2 separate regions of the Rattus norvegicus genome follow, and region 2 is linked to region 1. Evidence: chromatin contacts called from public Hi-C data. All regions are on one chromosome and are shown on one strand. The core of a region is the stretch at or near the end of the contact, and the rest is flanking DNA. Distances in the headings are between cores, read along the strand shown. Region 1 has its middle 67 kb from the start of Swap70. Region 2 overlaps Ampd3 (adenosine monophosphate deaminase 3).

The links. Hi-C and Micro-C count contacts between places; a contact is called where the count stands out from the background.
Region 2: a contact with region 1 is called in a Hi-C map of the A7r5 cell line, with 15 times the contacts expected there. The contact joins two enhancer-like sites. A contact is called at or near these places in 4 of 12 Hi-C or Micro-C datasets (the A7r5 cell line, Schwann cells, kidney and 1 more).

Annotation. Positions count from the first base shown.
Region 1 is chr1:173,767,751-173,770,607 of GRCr8, reverse strand. No RefSeq gene overlaps it. Among named protein-coding and RNA genes, the nearest start is that of Swap70, 67 kb to the right of the region's middle. Within about 2 kb of position 1,392, at least 30 of the 93 cell types and tissues checked have an H3K27ac peak or open chromatin away from gene starts, as enhancers often do. A contact at or near this core is called in the A7r5 cell line, where this site is marked.
Region 2 is chr1:174,355,206-174,358,062 of GRCr8, reverse strand. Ampd3 (adenosine monophosphate deaminase 3) reads right to left here. Exons shown (of 15, transcript NM_031544.2): 9 at 2,564-2,727; 10 at 1,900-2,026; 11 at 917-1,080. Among named protein-coding and RNA genes, the nearest start is that of rnf141, 35 kb to the left of the region's middle. Within about 2 kb of position 1,377, at least 42 of the 93 cell types and tissues checked have an H3K27ac peak or open chromatin away from gene starts, as enhancers often do. A contact at or near this core is called in the A7r5 cell line, where this site is marked.

The DNA of each region.
Region 1 (2,857 bases), core at 143-2,642:
TCAGGTTGACATAAAGTTAGCCAGCACATTGTCCGTGTCACAGCCTTTCGAAACACCCAGGTAGGGTGGACCCAGGAAAGATGGTTTGAGCACCAGGGGAGGCGTCTAACCTGCTGCTCACCACTGGGAGCCACAGGGACCCTTTCCAACAGAAAAGGCTGAGTCAGATCTTTATTTTAGAAAAGTGCCCGACAGCTGTGGGCAGGGCAGAGCAGAGGGACAAGGTCTAAAGGCAGGAAGGCCAACTCGGGTAAACTGCAACTGCCCAGTTGAATCAAGGCATTGGAGTGGGTGGGGGGCGTCAAGAAAAGAGGATCCTACCCAGTCCCAGTGGGTGCATCTTCCAAACGTGCCACACCCAAGACTCAGGGAACAAAGATTGCAGGAGCTAGAGGATCAGTTTGCTGTGAGTCCTGTCTCCTAGTCATGTCAGATGCTACACCCATGAAGTCTCACAAACATGGCTACCTAAATGTAAGCTAGTGAGAACACCAACCATAGACATGTCAAAGTGGACAGGGGGGCCCACAAGGCCCCAACCCTCCATAAAGAACTACAGGCAACTAAGGAACGCTAAAAGTCTTTCTCAAGGAAAAGCACACCAAATGATTTTCTAATGCCAAATGGTCAGGCCTGAAAACAAACATACAAGTAACATACAGACTGAGCAGGGTATATCCAGGAAAATAAGCACACACACACACACACACTCATACACACACACACTCACACACAAATATATACACACACTCTCACACACACACTCACACACACCCATACACACACATGCACCCACACACTCACATACACATACACACACACTCACACACACCCATACACACAAATGCACCCACACACTCACATACACATACACACACACTCACACACACACACACACACATGTAACCACAATTAATGGGGAAAAAAGGAAGCCAGGAATTGAAAGAGAGCATGGGGTTTATTTGGGAGTGTTTGCAGGGAGGAAAGAGAAGGGGGGAAATGATGTAATTACATTATAATCTCAAAAATAAAAGAAATAATAAAAAAAGAAAGATTCCAGAAACAAAGGCGTGTCCCTGGGAGCAAGCCCAGGCCAGAGGGTTGTCCCTGCCAGATGATGGGCAGCCCAGCAGGGGGTCTGGGTTATGCAATCAGCAGGCAGCTCCCCCACCCCCCCTTCCCCAAGGAGCGCCAGCCCAGAAGCTCTCTGTACCCATCTGCATCAGCCCTGTCCCACAGTCCCAGGTGCCAAGCGGTGGCACGGACAGCTCCAGCCCCGCAGGTCAAGCCTGGCTGTGGGAAGCTGGGCCTCTGTTCATTTTCTCCAAGTCCACAGAGGCTGGGCCTTGGGCCCAGTGAAGTCACTGCCTGGGAAGCATCCCTGGCTCCCTGCCCACCCATGAAGGCTATATTTGGAGCAAGACGACTCCGTGCAGACACAGAGCTCTGGACCCACCCTGAGGAGCTGCCCTGACCAATTTTACCAAGCAGGGGGTGGTCACCCGTCTCTTCATTTGTCTGCCCATTCATTCTGCTCACCTGTTCATCCAAGTGTCTTTGGCACCCCCCCACCCCAGTACAAAGAAGCGGGTAGGTTGAGCTGTACTTTAAGCCTACATCTATGTGTAGGCTTGTGGGCGTTTGCTTTTAAACAGGGATGGCAGAACAGACTCCAGAGCTGGCTGGCACCAGTGACTCACAGTCAGGTGCACCCTGTCTCTGTGTACCTGTGTACACATGCGAGCCAGCACGTGCTCCCCGAGGAGTGACAGTGACTCAGCTGCACAAGGCATCTGGATACCTGTGTGGCTGTGTCTGTGGGCACAGCCCTGAGCACAGGCTCCTGTTCCCCAGGGGCTGTGACTCAACTGCACATGGTGACCCAGGAGCGCACAGGCCAGCTGTGTCTTCTCAGCTTCCACCAACTTGCCAAGCCAAATAGACAGTGTTGGGTGCAAACATTCTCTCCCAGAGTGTGCCTGGAGTACTGTGAGGCCAGGTGACCTTGGAAGACCAGAAAGCAGTAGCAGTTCTTATCCAACAGCGGTGGCCATGGATCCCTACCTCGGCCCAGCTCTTAATGCCCTCAACCTCTTTCTTTGCTGATGCTTCCTGGAACCTCAGAGGTAACGCTCGCTCCACTGGCCCCATCGTCACACCAGAGCACCAGCCTCAAGAGTCACACACAGAGACCCAGGCCCAGGCATCAGAGCTGTGTCCTTCAAGCTGGCGGCACAATCAATGTTCCTGCTGTACCCACCAAGTCTCTCTGTTGCAGGCCCCGACAATCAACCAGCTTTGAGCAAGCGGAGACAGGGGGTCTGGTGCTGACCTCTGGGCTTCCCCACAGACTGCTGCCCCATCTTCACCTCTAGGCTCCATCTGTCCCTGGCTGTCTCTGTCCTTATCTGTCCCCAGTCTATCTTTGTCTCTTCTCCCCGGCAGGCTGTCTACCACAGAGGCCTCACTGGAGCGGAGGTGCTGACAGAGAGGGGGTGTGGGGTGGACACTCAGTGTCCCTTTTTCAGCCTTATCAAGAAAACTGAAGTCATTGCTCAGGGGGCTCAAGCTGGAATTTCGCCCTAGATGACCTCCCTGGGTTTGGGGCCTCCACAGAGACAGCCCGGGTCAGGGAGTCAGGAAACAGGCCCCTTCTCACCGGCTGCTGACTCTCCACCCTCCACCCTCCCCCATCTCCAAGGCGCCTCCAGCCAAAACTCCAAGCTTGCTGGCTTGCTCCCAGAAGGCATTGTAAAAGACGGTTAGACAGAAAGCTGTGGTGACCACACTGGACCAAGGATGCAATTCAGGGTCTCCTCAGATCCCAAGGGAAAGTGGGAAGAGCCTCAGGGACAGA
Region 2 (2,857 bases), core at 128-2,627, 590 kb before region 1:
TATGGCAAGGTCAGCACAGCTAGAGCAGTGCACCCCAGAGCAGCCCCTCCTACAATGTGGAAGGGCAGAGGAGACAAGACATGGACAGGGGTCCTGGCCTCCTCCACTCACCCCCACCCCCACCCCACTTCTTGGCATTCCAAGACTGGCTCCATGAGAAATCAGGTCCAACCACTTTGCTTTAGAAATGAGCAAAGGCCCAGGGCATGGCGTGTGTTGAAAGACGCTGAGCAGGTCATGACATAGCCAGAACCAGAGAGCCCATCTCCCAGAGCTCGACTCAGGACCACCTCCACCCTGGTTGTTACAGGCCCTTTTCTCAACCCCATTCTAAACTCACCCGGCACAACCTGGATTAGCTCGGTGCTAGCCCGTGAGAAGCTATGCTCCCAAAGGAAGGTGCATGCAACATTAGACTCACAGAGAAGGGAATGTAGCTGTGCCCTGTGCCTGTGTCCCGGGTTTCTGGCTCCTGTCAGTTTGCGCTTTGTCTGGTTTGTGGACCTTTCCACAGGACACCACCCTAAGATTTAGGCAAACTGAATCTGCTTCACTCGGTCTCTCCTGTGTCCAGACTGTGCCTATCGCATGGGAGTTGCACTTTTTCAAGGCACAAATGCATGTGTGCAGATGGCTGCACAGCAGTAGAGAAGCATGCATATGGTCAGTCAGTGTGTCCTAGGTCTCTCCACGTGGAGGTCGTGCTGGTAAATATGTGCAAATGAACATGTGTGTGCAAATGTACAGCATCCATCGTTGCACACAAGCCACGTATCTGTATCGGCACGAGTCTTCTCAAGCATGTGCCCGCATGTGCAAGCAGTCATGTGATAAACTTAAGAACCACATGGGTGTGCATGTTGGCAGGAGGACCACATGCATGTGAAGCCCACACGCATGCCGGGGCTGCACCCACCTGCGGAGGTTGTTCAGCACCATGATGTTGGCATACATGTAGTACAGGTAGTAACTGTAGGGTGGGTTCTGCTCGCTGGTCCAGAGGTCTGGGCTGGGGCTCTTGTCTGAGAACATGTGGTCACTGTGCTTGGACTCATCATCCACGCTGTCAAACCCTGTCACCTGTGTGGGAAGTATCGACGCTGACATTGACAATGAGGAAACCGAGGCTGGGCCAGATGAGGGTAGGCCTGAGCTGCCAGCTTTCTCCACTGCTGTTGCCAAGGAGGCCAGTGCTGCAGGGAGTGGCAGTCACTGCCAACAGCAGTAGCGAGGGCTGGAGTGGGGGTGGGGCTGCTTGACATGCCAAGCATCTACAACCATCCATCAAGTCCCCTGCCCCCCACCTTACAACTCGCCAGCTAGTTAGCACTCAAATGACACTGCGTGGGGAGGTGGCTGTGGCCTCGTCTTAATGTTGAGCAAACCAGGACCAAAGTGGTTTAGGAAGCTGTCCAAGCGCGATGACTACACTCTGGGCCCAGATAGGTCCAAAGCTGGATTCAGAATTATAGGCAGAGGATTCCTTCGGTGTGTCAAGTTTGGCTGTGAGATACCAGCCGCATGCCTCACAACAGATCGGGGGCCCTGGCCAGGAGCACGGTGGCCCCAGAGGCTCCTCTGCTTCACTGAGAAGAAACCTAGCAAACCGTTTAAATCAGGTATCTCTGACCTCTGGACTAACGGCTGCTGACCCTTGCCTGCAGCTGCCCTTTTAGGGACAGACACAGCCTTCCCCAGTGCTCCCAGCAACCACTACCCTGAGAAGCAGCCTCCCTCCATTCCTTTCATTATACAGCTGCTTGGAGCTGGCAGTCCGTGCCTGGGTCCAGGAGCTGGGGAGGGAAGCAGAGTGGAAGGCCGGAGAAGGTGATTGGGCCCATGTGGGGCAGGAGTGCCCTCCTCTGCCAAAATGGGCTCACTAGAGGCCCCCAGACTTACGTATTTAAGGAAGAGGTGAAGCTCCCGATGGTCTTGAGGGTTGATAGTAGCCTGGAAAAGGGGCAGGAAGATGTTCTCCAGCATCTTCCCAAAGCTTGGCAGTAGTTTCTTTGACCTAAATATATCACTGGGGAAACCAAAGGCTGGCTTGTTAGGGACTTGGTCTGCCAAGTGGGCCCCTGTCACTTTCTCAGCAGAGAAAACAGCCAGTGTGGTCAGTGTTTGCAAACTGATGGGCATCTTTCTGTACCTGTGGCCATTGCCTCAAGCCAGAGGCCACTGAGAGTGAGGAGGTGGGATTCAGGCTGGGTGAGAAGTGACAAAAGAGTCCTCAAATCTCCAGGGACATGGACTCTGCCACTCAAGCCCAGCCCAGCTGGAGATGAGAGTGTCGCTTTGCATGGCAGCCACAGAGGCCAGTAATGTAGGACACCATGGGTCATCTCATCCCCCAGGCTCACCCAAATCTTCAATGAGAAGAAAGGGTGTTCCCCCAGCAAGGCCTTCTCATGTATGTATTCCTCAACAGCAAGAGTGATGTGTGCTGAAAGCCAAGCCCACAGTCCCTGTCCCCAGGCTCAGGAGCATACACACGGACAGGAGCCATGCAGGACAGGCTGTGGTCCCCGGAGAAGCCCGGGGCAGACAAGAACACAGTACTCACTAGATCCGCGGCACCTGGATGATCCAACGCATGTTGGGCGAGTAGACCTTGTGCTGAATGAACCAGCGGGCCAGGCTAGACCATTCCTTAGGACTGCGACCATAGATGGACAGCCGGGGTTCTGAGTACTGGTACTTGCTGTCCTCCAATTCCCGGGCCACTTCCTAATACCAAGAACTGAGTTGGCACAAAAGCCTCCCAGCTACACGAGAGCCCCCGATCCCTGGGTTGGCCCTGGGATCCTCAGCTACCTGCTCATAGGTGGGAAGGCTGATCTAAATCCCTGGGGTTGCC